Regions from separate parts of the Zea mays genome. Here region 2 is linked to region 1. Evidence: chromatin contacts called from public Hi-C data. All regions are on one chromosome and are shown on one strand. The core of a region is the stretch at or near the end of the contact, and the rest is flanking DNA. Distances in the headings are between cores, read along the strand shown.

Region 1 (3,109 bases), core at 380-2,879:
GTGTGCACAAATCATCAGAGTAAGCAGAACCTGAATACTAGTAAAATGGGATAAATCCGTGACAAGAAAGCATGTGTTCATGAAGGCCCCAAACGAAGATTACTAGCCTTGTAAAGTCATATAACTTAAACAGCATTTACAGAACTGGATAACAGTGTAATCATGGCAGGTTCCGAAGCAACCTTCGTCTCATAACTACTTGAGCAGAAATTGGTATAGAAAGCAGCTGCAAGGGTAACACAACATACCTATTTGGCCTAGCAACTCAATTTTGACACCCGTGTGTTCAATCCTTTTACCTGGAACTGGTGCTATTGATACCTGAACCATTTCACCCGAGCAAGATATTAGGCTCCGTTGAGCCATGCAAACTAGAAAAGAATAAGAAACAAGCAATTCATACTTCTCCAGATATAGTTTCGAGGCTCTGGAAAACAGGGACCATCGTTGTCTTCCCATTGTCCTTCTTAACCGAAACCTGTGAAACAATGGCAGAAACCAGACACTTGTAAGCTAAAAACAGAATTCGAATTTGAACCCCAACTGGTAGCAGCATGGAGATATGAAGAACTGTACCTGCTTCCTAGTCCTCGCATCAGAGAATGTGATCGAGATGTCACAAGGTGGCTTGAATGCTCCAATGATATAATTCTAAATTGACACACCCATAGATCACAAAATATCAGAGGAGCATTTCCACATGGAAACACAATTAAGAGATGAAATTTCTATATGCAGAGCATTACTATCCATCAGAAAGGTGTCTGGTCATATAATCATCAGCTATGGAGCAATGCTAAGGAAAACTAAATTAGCATGTATATTGTCTGCCAGAATCCAAGCAGGCACGTTCGTGTGGGCCTAACCTTTCCATGTTGCAACCGAATTAGTTGCAATTGCAATTCAGGTACCCAGACCTAAACAACCCAACTTGAGAGAGCAAACATACTGACAATCCACGAATACTCATAATCTCGAATAAAATAGATGAGTTCCCCTGGTGCACAAGTTATCCCAGGATCACACACATAGCCATATAGGGAGGGCACAACTATGATCAGCCTACTGATGAGCGTGGGCAGCCCCACCACCTCATAGTAGCCACTCTTACTCCTCGGCCGGAATCAATGTGGACCGCTGCCCGCTTCTATTGTTGAAATTAGAGTACCAAGCCCAAGCATCCGAATCCAACCCGCAACACGAGACCCGCGCTGCAATTTCTCGCACCGGCCGAACCAGAACTACAGCCACTAGGTTCGAGGCTGGACAACAATCCCCAGGCCCCTAACCATACGGAGCGAAACAGGGTGGTCCCGATCGCCCCGCCGAATCGCGGCCGATTCGCGCCGGCCCCAGAGCCAGATTCGGTCTGTTCCGATGAAATCGCCGCTCCGAGGAGGTGGAAAGTGGCTGGCTAGGGCGGAGGAGGAAGAGGGAGCCATGGAGGGATGATGCTAACCATGGCGACTGCGGCGATGCAGTGGCGGCCGGCGAGGGAGAAGGCGGCGGCGCTGACCGGAGACACCGCGTCGCGGGATCGAGATCGGAATATCGGATGCGGCAGAGGAGATTGCGCGCACTTTGGAAAGGCTAGAGCTGGGCCTGCCCTTTCTCTCTTTGGAAAGTATATGAGCTGCTGACTGCTGGGCCCGACTTTCTACACCGCGGTCTGAGCTGGACGGGACGGCCAGGCTGGTCAACAGGCAGCAGGCTAGTCTGACGTGGACTTTGCACGGTCCCCATTAGTCCAACTCAGAGGGCAATGCGTGAAATTTTTCCTGCTCTTGGATTTTCCTGTCTGAAATTTATGTAAATTCTTGTGAATTTTTTGTGTTCCAAATAAACTATAAGGGCTAGTTTGTAAGCTCTATTTTTTCAAGAGATTCTTATTTTTTCAAGGAAAAATAAACTAATTTCCCTTGGGAAAATGAAAAACCCTTGGGATAATTGGGTTCTCAAACTAGCCCTAACTGTTGGTGACCTGTTCTGTTACCTAAGAATGAATCAAAATAGGACAACACAATTAATGAATTTATTCCTTTAATTTATCCAAAAGATAGATTAGACAATCTCCAACCATTTCGCCTCTCAAATCCTCACATTGGTACTTTCTATTCATATTCCAATACCTCCCTCTCAACTATTTACCCTCCTATTTCACCTCCTCTCCAATCATTTCCCTTATTCAGCTCCACTTTATCTTTTAAGTAGGTCATTTGACTTTTATATATCAGTTTTTAGAGTTTAAAAGATATTACCATATTTAAAGTATGGTAATATACATTGTTATGATGTAATTATACTAAAATAGAATTAATTTCACAATTAAAACACTTATTAACAAAATGAGGGCCCCTACATAAGTGGCCTCATCTCTCCACCGCTGATAGAGGGGAATGCCCGATCTTCAGTGATGTACGATAACTTGATTGGGCAGAGATCTCGACGTTGATGATCCAAGGCTCCGAACGAACGGATCCTCTCAATCACTACAACACTACACCGTTGGTTATCACCCGTGGCACACGAGTGGCCTCGCTAAGAAGGCTTATCCCTGCATGCACAATCAAAAACACAAGTAAGAACATGAAGAACTTAATCAAAACGGTATTGATCACGAGTTGTGGTCTCACAAACCGATGGACGACGACAATGTTCAATGACAGATATGATCTAAGCAAAAACCTCAAATCCTAATGTGGCGGCAGTTGCTGGTAAAATAGAGGTTAGGGGCATGTGTGACCCCTGATCGCACCCTGTCACACCCGGGTTTTAGGGGTCCAAAGCCCGGGCGCGAACATAATCACCAGGTGTGCTGGGACCAAGTCTCACACATATGATGAATCATGGCACAGGATCGAATGTCACATCTTTACTATATAACAGGAATTCTATACAAAATAAATAATTACATTATAAGGAGACAACGGTCCAGCAACCCAAAGTTGACTGGGAGACGATGGCCTAGACCTCTCACGAACACATCGCAGCATCCTCCATGTGCCTCATCCTGTGGTACCTGTTCTTGACCTGTGGGGGGTGTGAGACAGCAAGAGTGAGCTCACATACGTTCATCGCTCAACAAGTTGTGGGGAATAATGTGAATGAA
Region 2 (3,109 bases), core at 400-2,899, 530 kb after region 1:
CACACTATGGGCGTGTTTGGATGGGAGCCTCTCAGGCAGCTGCCTGGCAGGCAAATAATCCTGGCCACAGGCATAGGAAATCGAACGCCTGGCGTTGCTGCCTAGGCCAGGCAAGAACATGCCGCCACCATCCAAACACGCCCTATATCTAAGTGTATACATCAATTGAAACATCTTACTTGAATTGACTTTGGCTGTCCTTTATCGATTTTTTTTTCATATTGCATTACACCAAGCCTTTTACTCCCAAGCAAACTGAGCTTTGTCACATTGCATTAGCTATCAATAAGGGAAATTCATACGAATGGACTGCTGGAAAAGGCAGATGCTAATTGAAGATAAAGGAAAAATCCGTAGGCCTACCTAGGTGCTGGATACCGACCATAGAAAAAACCTTTCCCGTCATGCGTCCAGCTGATAGATGAGAACTTTACCTGCATCCAGCAATAGAAAATACTTGGTTTAGAAGAACCAAGAAGCATTATTGTAGCACAAAGGAAAATTAAGCCTTGGTTGTCTAGTGGCACGTTGCAATACTTACCCAGGATAATTTATCAGGCATAGGCTGCTTGTTAGTAATGCTCATCACATGAATAGAGACCCAATCACTACCACTTTCACTTAGCCCATAAGCAATGTAGTTTCCATCCTCGCTGATAGAATATGTTGAAAGAGCAACCGTCCCATCCTTGCTTAGAGTATTTGGATCCAAAAGAACCTCTGCCTTCCCGTCCAAATCATCCTGCAATGTCAACATAGCATATGGCAGATATAGACGGATAGACCCCATTAGTCTCACCATAAGCACACTAACAAAGTAACAATTAGAACAATTTGCATTAGGCTCAACAATTTTAACACCCCATTATAATCAGATAAGCTAAAGAAAGGTTTTAAGGCTGCCGATGCATCGGTCCTCATCTCCTTAGCTACAGTACACCACTCTGGAAACTGCTCTAACAAATTATTTTTGCCTTAATCCAACCAAATTACCCCTGCGGCGCGGTGCTCCACTCCTAGTGAAGGGAAGTTCGTGGCATTTCGCATGATCGCATACCAGCATGTAGAGCACGCTCTGGGCCTGGAGGCCGGAGTTGTGGAAGTAGAAGTACTTGTTCCCGCGGCGGAACGGCGCGGCGTGGCGCGGGTGGTCGAAGAGCCGCGTAACCTCGCGGCGCAGGTTCTCCCTGTCGGGGCACCCGGCGAGCACCGTCTCCGCCAGCTCCGCCTGCCGCGCCACGAACTCTTTCGTCTCCTCCGAGTCCGGGTCCTCCAGCCTGGGAAGCGCAAGGCATAAACCATAAGCGAGAGAAACTCGACTGCACACTGGACGCGCGCGATCGCTTACCAGCGATAGGGATCTGGGATCCGAACGCCGTGGTAGTCGTCGACGACCGAATCGTCGCGGCGGGCCGGCGGGTACGCGAGGCGGGCGGCGGTGTCTCCAGCTACGGAGCCCATGGCAGCGCGTGGGAGGAGCGAGAGACAGCGGGGGCGAGACGGCGGCGGGAGGAGAAAGGTTTTGAGAGGACGGCGTGGAAGGAGCAGGCGGAGGGGAACAGATTTGTGCAGGAGAAGCATTTGCCGGCAGGGTGGGGACTCCTCTTGAGTCTTGAGTCTTGACTAGACTACGGGTAGACGATGTTTTCAGGATTGGCGATGTGGGCCAAATTTTTCCTACCTTTTTTTTATTGCGCTAATCTTTTGTGCGATATTTTAAAAAGATTGCATGTGTTATTGAACCAAAAAATTGCTATTGTGTTGGTATTAATTAGGATAACGACACTAACTATGCTGTTGCGTAGGTATTAATTAGGCAAAAAAATCCTAGATTCCGAAAGAAGTCATTTCATTTATTTGGAGATTGTACGACATTGTGTGAATGTATGTTATTTGAAACCGTTGAAAATAAGGAAACTGTGTATCCTTTGTTTGTTTGTCGCGTAGAGCAAGTTTAGTTTATTTTCAGTCTTTTGGTGATGCTAAATTGCCAATACAAATTTGTTTGGTTGTTATACTGCAATTTCAATAAATAATTAAATAAATATAGATCACTATATATACACCTGTTGTTGTAGGGTTTTTTTATTCTACATGTAAAGGACATGTTCTAATCACTCTACTGTACTTGATAGTGTAGAAAATTGCAGAAATAAAGATTCGCTTATCTCTATCTCTACTAACTATTAAGGGGGCAGTGTAGACTGCCCCCGCTCCTGCACGCCCGCGCGCCAGCAACCCCCGCTCCCGCACGCCCGCGCGCCAGCGAGCAACTGCCTCCCGCGCGCCGCCGACCTCGCTCCCGCAACAGCCTCCCGAACGCCCTGCCGTCCTCCGCTGGCCAGGAACGTCGCCGTGTGGTTCTCAATGTGTTTTTTGAAGCTTTTCGCAGGTTTCTCCAAAATCGGCATGCTTTGCTTCGACGGTGTGAAGCGTGGGTTTGGCACTACGATTGATTGGAGATTTTCGTGGGTTTCAGATCAAGGACATGGCGCTGAAGGCATCGGGCGCGTACCGGCACTGCAAGCCCTGCGCCGGTTCGTCCTCCTTGGCGGCATCGCGGCGGCAGCAACCGTACTACCACGGCACGTACGCGGAGTCCGGGTCCGACCGCTTCCACTGCGCGTACCAGCGCGCTGGCAGCTCCGCAGCATCCACGCCGAGGCTGCACACGGGGGGCGCCATGTCCAGCGGTGACATCACGCCATCGGTCAGCGCGCGCACCGACTTCCTCGCCGACGATGAGGAAGGGGACATGAAGAGGGAACGACGACTGGCAGCAGCGAGGAGGATGAGGCGAAGGAGTGGGTCGCCCAGGTGGAGCCCGGGGTGCTCATCACCTTCCTCTCGCTGTCGCGGGGCGGCAATGGTCTGAAGCGCATCCGATTCAGGTGAGGTCTTGCTCTCATTTGTGCCAAACATTTGCTTCATTGCTTCATAGGTAGAAGTAGAACGACTTGGTGGTACTCGCAACAGGTATTAGTGCTTAAAATTCCGTAAATTTGGTTCAGATTTTTAGTTTACTTCCGTTGGATGGTGTGGTCTTCCCCTACTCCATTGCCCAAGCAACCAGAAAAGACATGTTTATCTGCAATGCAGGATTTTGTTC

What was found. A called contact is a pair of places that touch in the nucleus more often than the background predicts.
Region 2: a Hi-C map of tassel shows a contact between it and region 1, with 2.4 times the contacts expected there. The contact joins the promoter of LOC100191488 here to the promoter of LOC100282332 in region 1. A contact is called at or near these places in 2 of 25 Hi-C or Micro-C datasets (ear and tassel).

The regions. Positions count from the first base shown.
Region 1 is chr10:17,863,027-17,866,135 of Zm-B73-REFERENCE-NAM-5.0, forward strand. LOC100282332 reads right to left here and starts at 1,630. Exons shown (of 11, transcript NM_001155244.2): 1 at 1,460-1,630; 2 at 577-651; 3 at 404-478; 4 at 249-321. The coding sequence starts at 1,462.
Region 2 is chr10:18,391,500-18,394,608 of Zm-B73-REFERENCE-NAM-5.0, forward strand. It overlaps LOC100191488, which reads right to left and starts at 1,650. Exons shown (of 12, transcript NM_001136920.2): 1 at 1,349-1,650; 2 at 1,058-1,277; 3 at 542-742; 4 at 364-434. The coding sequence starts at 1,581.